Linked DNA regions of Mus musculus: region 2 is linked to region 1. A link is a contact called in public Hi-C data. All regions are on one chromosome and are shown on one strand. Each heading gives the region's core, a stretch centred on a gene start, on an enhancer-like site or on the middle of the called end of the contact. The rest is flanking DNA. Distances are from core to core; before and after follow the strand shown.

Region 1 (3,884 bases), core at 862-3,361:
ATGTGCCTGTCTCAAAGGTAGAAGGTGAATTCTGATCCCCGAAGTTATTTTCTGACTTCCACACACAAGTACTGTATTGCACACACGTGTCCATACTCACACACACTAACTCGCACATACCCCCATACACACAAAGAAGAGAAGAAAGACTAGCTAAGAAGTCCATATGATCCTCCTACAGAAGAAGGGAGAGATGATCATAGAGCAGATCCCCAGGCCCACTCAGAATGCAAAACCTCTGACACTGTAACCCAGAGACATCTACAGGCTGGGTGCTTCAGCAAGAGAAAAATTAGTACCTGTGATGGTTCCTTATCAGGGATGGAGACTTGAAGAACATTAGCAGAGGACTCTGTCACTGTCTCTAGATTTGGTTCCCTCCTGAGTTCCAGAGTATCCAGAGGAACGACTACTACAGAAGGACCCCTCTACTACAGATGGCATCCTTTAGGTACCATCAGACCACCTTACTGCAGAGTAACTGCTCAGCACAGCTTTCTGGGCCAGAGAATGGTTACCTTTTTACCCACAGGGCTGAAGTTTCATTAGGTGGACTGCTATGGGCAACACAGACGAGTTCCAGAGCTGGAACTCCCGCTAGAAGCTTCTGACTCCAAATCGTTGCACAGTGCCATGCCATTTGATGCCTGAGGTCACCCCGCTTATGGTACCCAGTAATTTGGGAAAAAAATCCTGAAAATTGGTAGTTGTCACCTTGAAGTCATAAATTCTTTGATCTTCTAGGGTTTTCTTTCTGAGACTTGCTTTTGAGAAGGCTGAGAGTCCCTACCTATGGAAGAAGCTAGGCTGTTTGAGGGAGATGTCCCTGAGACTATGAACACCCCATCTGTGGCCAGACTCCCATGGCCCTGGGCACCTGGAGGAGCCTCCAAAAGGACAAGGGATCCCTGAGGGGTGTGTCCCTACCTGGACCACGCTTGCTTTCTGCACACCTGGCTGTATGTATCCTCTGCAAGGTCCAGCCATATTAAGTTGCTTCAAGCAGCCTAGAAAATGAAGGCAATCATAATGCCACGAGAAGAGCATGTCCCAGTCATAAACAAATCAGGGCTCTACTTCCACAGGCCGTGAGAGCTGTGTTCAAAATGGCTGTTCACAGCACCACAGATCTGAAACAGAATAACCATCTTCATCTATTTACTGTTCTGGGGACTGGGCTGCTGTGGCAGATCTTTCTGAAGAGTCTCATCCCTCCAGATTATAACCTCAAATTCTGCTCCCCACCCCAGCCACACCCACATGCGTTTCAGTCCCACCCTCTTCGGTAGACCTCTCTTTCTTTCATTTTCTTTTTCTTTATCACCCTGCACCACCACCACCACCACCACCCTTGGACCCGTATTTTCCTCGAAGAGAATGGCGGGGGGGGGGGGGGACTCCTAGCACTGAGAGGAGCTGAAAAATGCAGCCAGAAAGAGCAGGTCTGGGAGAGATGGGGGATGGGGGTGAGGGGTAGGCACCAAAAAATAAACCTGTCCAACACCATGAAGTGTTGCTCTGCCCCAAGCCATTCATCCAGGATTCTCTGGGACATATAGCCTTTCCTTGCTTAAAATTTCCACTTAATTAAATCCACTAGGTGTGTTCTTGGATGTCAACCATGTCCTGGGCAACATAAGCATAAGGAACCAAGGAAGGCTGGAGGCTGTCAGGCCTTTGGCAACTCTCGGTTAGTTCAACTCCTCATTTTATAAGTGAGGAAACCCATGATTCAGAGAAATGAAGTAGTGTTGTTGTTGTCGTTGTTGTTTTTACATTGTGTAGCTAATTCATGGCAAAGCCCAATTTAGACTGTACAAATCACAGAAAGATGTTAACATCGTCTGCCAGGACTTGGAGCTTAGAGAAACAAGATAGACAGATCCCTTACAATGAGCCTGGTGGTGCCGTGTGCAGTCTTGGGAGCTGGGTTCAGGAGAGAAGGGAACCAAAACTGGCTGGCAAGTTTGGCAGCTCTCTTAGACGGGGCAGGAGAGGAGCCAGATGCTGAACTTGGCATCGTGCTTGGCAGGGATTCCCAGGAAAGTACCACAGTTAGTGACATTCTCAGTAAAGGCCTGAGAGCTACAGCAAGCATGGCCTGGTCCCAGCAAGTCATTGGGCTCCAGAAGGAAAGAGGGATCAGTATCTAACTGTCAATATTGGATAGAGTCAGAGGACTCTGGACTTAACACTGAGATTAACCGAAGGTTCTGAAAAAAAAATTTTAATAAAAAGCAATAAAAAGAAAACATGCTTTTGAGCTTGAATTCGTGAGCGTGGATCTGTGAGACACTGGTGCAGCCTTAGTTGACGCTCAGCCAATCAGCATGGACTTCCAGATGACTCATGACAGTATCTGAAAAGTTTGCTCTAAGAAACCGACAGAGACATGTGGAAGTCCACGTGCTCCCACTGGTCATAAGGACAAGGCAGTGTCCTCTGCAGTTGTATGGGTCACTGCAGATTCACAGTTGAGGAAGAGAGACACAGAAGGCTCCCGTGACAACCTCCCTCCTCTCTCAAAAGTAGCATCCTTGATAGGAAACCATCCATAAGAACACTTCCAAACTGTGATACGGATGCAGAGGTGTAACTCTCCATAACTGATGGTTGCCGGTGGTAGGAAAGGACTCGCTTATCTTTAAGGGGCTGGCCGCTGGAAGTTTGGCCATGCTCAGTGAGTATATGGGCAACACAAATTGGACGTGGTATTTTTTTTTTCAGGGAAGAAATCACAAGGGTTGAGAGGAACACCTGGGGACTGAGAAGTGAGTGTGATTGGGGTGCACTATGTAAAATCCCCAAATAGTTGATGAAGGTATTGTGTTTGAGAGAGAGAGAAAGAGAAAACAAAAACCTGGCCTAGCGTGAATGGCTCAAGGTTGTTCAGAGACTGACCTTAGGAGCTATTTATTTTTATTTTTGTTTTCCTGGCCAGGAGTGACTTCATAATAAGCACTCCTACACTCAGTAATTCCTGCAAAAGGAGATAAAACAATGAATTGTTTTCTAATAGGATGAAGGGTTTGTGGGTATTGACAATTAGTAAAGATGACATTGTTACCTTTTATGAACACAAACGCTTCCACATTTCTACCTTGGTGAATAACTGGTTAAGTTATGGAGCCTGTGATCTTTCTTCCAATCACCAGACATTTTCAGGAGCCCTCAAATAGCTTCCAGAACTGACCACTACTGAACACAACAGCTAAGTTTCATCTTGCCGCATCAGCTAGTCCCTGCTAAACTGAGAGTGGCTCTGTGGGGAGATGGTGAGACTTCGTCGTGGAACGAGTCCCTTCCTCACATAGCAATCCTATTCAGAACCTGGAGTTAGACCTACTCAGGTGGGTGGCACTGAGTGTTCTCCAGGTATCACATAAAGCTCCTAGCCCCTGCTGTTGCCTATGGCCACCTTGGACAAAAACCAGTAAAGGTGGAATTTCCCAGGATCTACCAAATGGAGGCTTAAGGAGAAAATTAAGTTGACTTAAAGAAAGCACATAGGGCTGGAGAGATGGCTCAGTGGTTAAGAGCACTGACTGCTCTTCCAGAGGTCCTGAGTTCAATTCCCAGCAAACACATAGTGGCTCACAACCATCTGTAATGGGATCTGATGCGGTCTTCTGATGTGTCTGAAGACAGCTATAGTGTACTCACACACATAAAATAAATAAATCTAGAAAAAAAAAGCACATAGTGTGGGCTGTGTATGTATGTGTGAGTGTGTGTGTGTGTGTGTGTGTGTGTGTGTGTGTGTGTGTGAATTTATAGTCCAAGATGGACAAGTGAGTTCTCAAGCAATCTCAAAAAACAGAAACAACAGCAACAACAACATTTTTAAGAGATCTGATAATTTATTCATTACTCTTTAAGACTTA
Region 2 (3,884 bases), core at 699-3,198, 73 kb before region 1:
AATCAAAACGTGACTACTCTTTGTCTCTGCTCCAAGCACTGGGTTTTGATTTCATCCTCATCTCTTCTAATTAGTAAACTCCTTTGCACTGCTTGAGCCCAAGGCTCATGGACAACAGCTGCCATTCTCCCCTAAAGGTAATGTCCCTATGTTCTCGATGACATCGACTATGCCAAGCCTGGTGGTGTGAAGCTTTGAGCCCAGCACTCAAGGAACAGAGGCAGGTAGATCTCTGTGAGTTTGAAGACAACATGGTCTAGATAACAAGTTCTAGGTCAGCCGGGGCTACAGAGTAAAAGCCTATCTCAAACAAGCAAACACATTTTTAAAAAACTGAAAAACGTGAAATTATATGTGAAAGTATGGGGTAACAGTGAATGTGAGTCTTCTCCCTGGTCCTACCATGAAGGACTATCGAGGATATGCCTCAAACTCGGGGATATGCCATTCCTATGTCTGTATTACACTTTTGTCAACAGAATATCTCCCTGGCTTGCCCACCTCTATCCTTCATTCTCCCATTCCCCACGCATTCTGTCATTTCACAGAGGCAGCAGGAGTAGAAAGTGCAGATGCTCCGGGCTTCTGTGAAGCACCCTGACACCTATGTCTTCCTGGGTAGCTGTAGCTCTCCTTCTCCCCCTCCTGCACTAAAGCCACTTGCTTTGTTACGTTCAGAGGTAAAAAAAAAAAAAAAAATGAGTGTGACATTCTGCACATGCCACTCTTCCAAGCGCGATACGTTCTCTATAAAAAGCTACGCTGTCCTCACCACTCTCAGGACCACTGTCCAAACGGTTGAAGAAGAGGCAGTTTTATTAGCTCTGTTTTTGCAATAGTCTGTCTTACTCCAGAGGCAAAGAGGGGGTAAACATGGCTCTGGGCTGGCTTTGTTTCATCATTCTAAGTAACTAATGAGCGAATCCTTTGGAGCAGTTTCTAGCCATAGTGATGGCTGTCTGATTCTTGGATGCCACAGGAAGCCTAGTGTGGAGGGAGTCATGCTGTAATCCGGAGGCAGGCTGCCCTGCACTGAGTCACAGCTGGAACTAAATGGGTTTATTTCTGACCTTTCCCCTAAGTTATGTTAGGCCTTCGATAAGTTCATATTTTGGTTCCCTAATTTACTTATCCATAAAAGAGCAAAAAAGAAAAAAAGACCTGGATATGCTCTCGGTCTGCTCCAGTTCTGTCCTTTTATTTATTTATTTTAAATGTTTATTCCATTGTGTGGGGCAGGGGATGCTGTAGCGTCCAGAGGCCAGAGGCAAACAGAGTCAATTCCCTCCTCTCACCATGTGGACTCTGGGATCTAACTCGGAACCAGGCTTGGTACCAAGCACCACCTTGTCTCTGTGCTGGCTCATGGACTCAGTTCTGACACTTTAGCATTCAGTCTCACGAAGCACACACACACACACACACACACACACACACACACACACACACACACACACACACAGAGAGAGAGAGAGAGAGAGAGAGAGAGAGAGAGAGAGAGAGCCATTAAAATATTCAATTATAGCAATCCAGAAAAAAATAAAAGGGATACTGTTTTATATGGTGCTAAAGATTCCTATTTGACTCTCCCACCTCCTAACTATTCGAAATGTGTACCCATGAAATTCTACTAGTTCCCTGTAAACTATTTTTGAAAAATTGGTTGGGGCCAATATAAAATGTTGCCTCTTATTATCCAAGGCTCAGAACCATAGCTGTAGGACAAGGTATGCTTTTCTTTCAGCAACTGTCAAGGGCTGGGTTTTATAACTATTTAGCCTTCGTTATCTAAGCAGCGTCTCTCTACAGGGAGAGCTGAGGCTGCCAAGCAGCCTGGACTCCACTCTGCTTCGATTCATCTGCTGTTGCGTGGAAGCCTCTCCATCAGCCTGCTCTTCCATCTCTAGGACTGTGGAGAAAGGAACACAATGTTGCTGCTGCCTGTGGTCACGCTCCAGCTTAGCAACTCTGTAAGACACGCTCACCTCTATGTGAAGCCTGCTTGTCTGTGCCTTAGTCACCAAACTGCTGCCTACTTTCAGACAGAAACCCTGCTCCCACCCAGAGTTCCAGTCCTCAGAAGGCTTTGATTTTTAATAGGTTTCTCTTTTTTAGTTTAGTTTTTGAAATTAAAATATAATTACATCATTCTCCCTTCCCTTTCCTCCTGGCAATCCTCCCACATATGCCCCTTCCCTAACTCTCAAACTTATAGCCTCTTTTTCTCTGATTATTCTCTTTTTCTCTCTTTCCCTCTCCCTCCTCACCTCTCACTGTATACATGTGTGTGTGTCTATGTCTCTATCTTTCTCTCTGTCTCTCTGTCTCTCTCTCTCTCACACACACCCTTAATGCATATTTATACCTGCTCTGTCCACATAATGTCCATGTATGGTTTTAATGCTGTATCCATGGTCCACAAAGGATGAAGGAGGGAAGAGGCAGGACTGTGGCATCCCAGGGAAATGCAAACCACACAAACAGCTGCCTGATGCTGTGCTTCATCCATTTAAGATTATGAGATGCCACAGGCGGAGTTTTGGGAAACGGTGTCCTGTTAGGGACACCGTTCTCCCTCTGAACAAAGTTCTTTTCCTTTCACGATTCCATTCTAAAACCCTCAGCCTTCCTGACCACTCTGCTGCATACCAAAGGCCTGGCGTTTCGGAGCTGAAGAAGAGTAAATGATGCCCTGTGTGGGATACCCACGAGAGCATGTGGCGCTCAGAGAAAGGAAACTACTTTTCCTTATGGAACTACCAGGCATCTGGATTGGGAAGAGAGAGAAAAAAAATCCAGTCATTCTGATGGTTTGTCTACATAGTACCAAACATCTGGAAGCTGGGTGACAGACTAAATCTTTCACTTCATATTCTGATGATTTTTTTTTTTTTTTGCGTTATGCTGAAACAACTTAAAATCATCTGTACCCTAAATGATTTAAGCCCCAAGCTCATACTTGGTGATTAATTGAAGTTTTGACGTGATCGAAGAGACAGATGAAGCAGACGCTTTAGGCTGCTTCTCCATGCAGTGTGCTAGGTTTTTAAAAAGACACACCCATTGCAACTCTCCTGTAGGAACTAGAACAGTGGAGAGGATTCCCAGAAATACTAAGGCTCTGTGCCTAAAGATACTGTGTACACTTTTGTTTCACAGGGTTTTCAAACTCAGGTCAACCCTTGAAGAACTAGAAGCAACATTCCAAACAAGTCGCTTCCTCCAAGCAAGTTTAAAATACACATATTTCTCTCACGCCAATGCGGGCTGCATGCTCAGCCGCTCAGCAGAGTTCTAATGGGGTCTATCAGGAGCCTTGTAAGGAGACATTTTGGAGAAACAATTTTATTTTATTTTATTTTATTTTATTTTATTTTATTTTAAGGGAAGGGGGAAGGGAAGGGGGAAGGGAAGAGACCAAGAGGGAACAATAAGAGGGAAGCAAGAAGCAAGAGAACAAGATCGAGAAACAATTTTATTGATGCAAAAATTTAAAAAGTAAAGATTCTATCCACTAGAGCCACCTTGAACTCTTGTCACACAAACACAGCGGAGACTCTGTTTGAACAGTTTGCAGCATGACCACTTGGAAAAGACAAACTACTTTGTGTTGAGAGTTGTGTTTCTTGTTTGTTTCCACATTAAATGCAGTTGTGGGATCAAACACTTGTTGTGTGTTCAGAACACGTTTTCATGTATCAGAAGACATGACTCTCAGTCACCCTGGCTTCTCGGCTACCAAGGGGCTTCACAGGCATGGCTTATACCACGAAAATTCCAATATATATCTTTGATTATTTCCACAGAGGTACATAGCGTGTGTACATTACACATACCAGTATTATTGAGCTGAACTGGCCCAGTGCCGCATTTTTGCTGATTCA

The links. A called contact is a pair of places that touch in the nucleus more often than the background predicts.
Region 2: a Hi-C map of muscle stem cells shows a contact between it and region 1, with 1.5 times the contacts expected there. The contact joins two enhancer-like sites. A contact is called at or near these places in 1 of 15 datasets of contacts at CTCF or cohesin (the NIH/3T3 cell line) and 5 of 484 Hi-C or Micro-C datasets (MC3T3-E1-derived osteoblasts, muscle stem cells, nephron progenitors and 1 more).

The regions. Positions count from the first base shown.
Region 1 is chr17:85,728,943-85,732,826 of GRCm38.p6, reverse strand. No RefSeq gene overlaps it. Among named protein-coding and RNA genes, the nearest start is that of Gm41644, 25 kb to the left of the region's middle. Within about 2 kb of position 2,111, at least 2 of the 459 cell types and tissues checked have an H3K27ac peak or open chromatin away from gene starts, as enhancers often do. A contact at or near this core is called in muscle stem cells, where this site is marked.
Region 2 is chr17:85,801,950-85,805,833 of GRCm38.p6, reverse strand. All of the region lies in intron 1 of Gm4718 (a long non-coding RNA gene), which reads right to left. Among named protein-coding and RNA genes, the nearest start is that of Gm29418, 4.2 kb to the right of the region's middle. Within about 2 kb of position 1,948, at least 7 of the 459 cell types and tissues checked have an H3K27ac peak or open chromatin away from gene starts, as enhancers often do. A contact at or near this core is called in muscle stem cells, where this site is marked.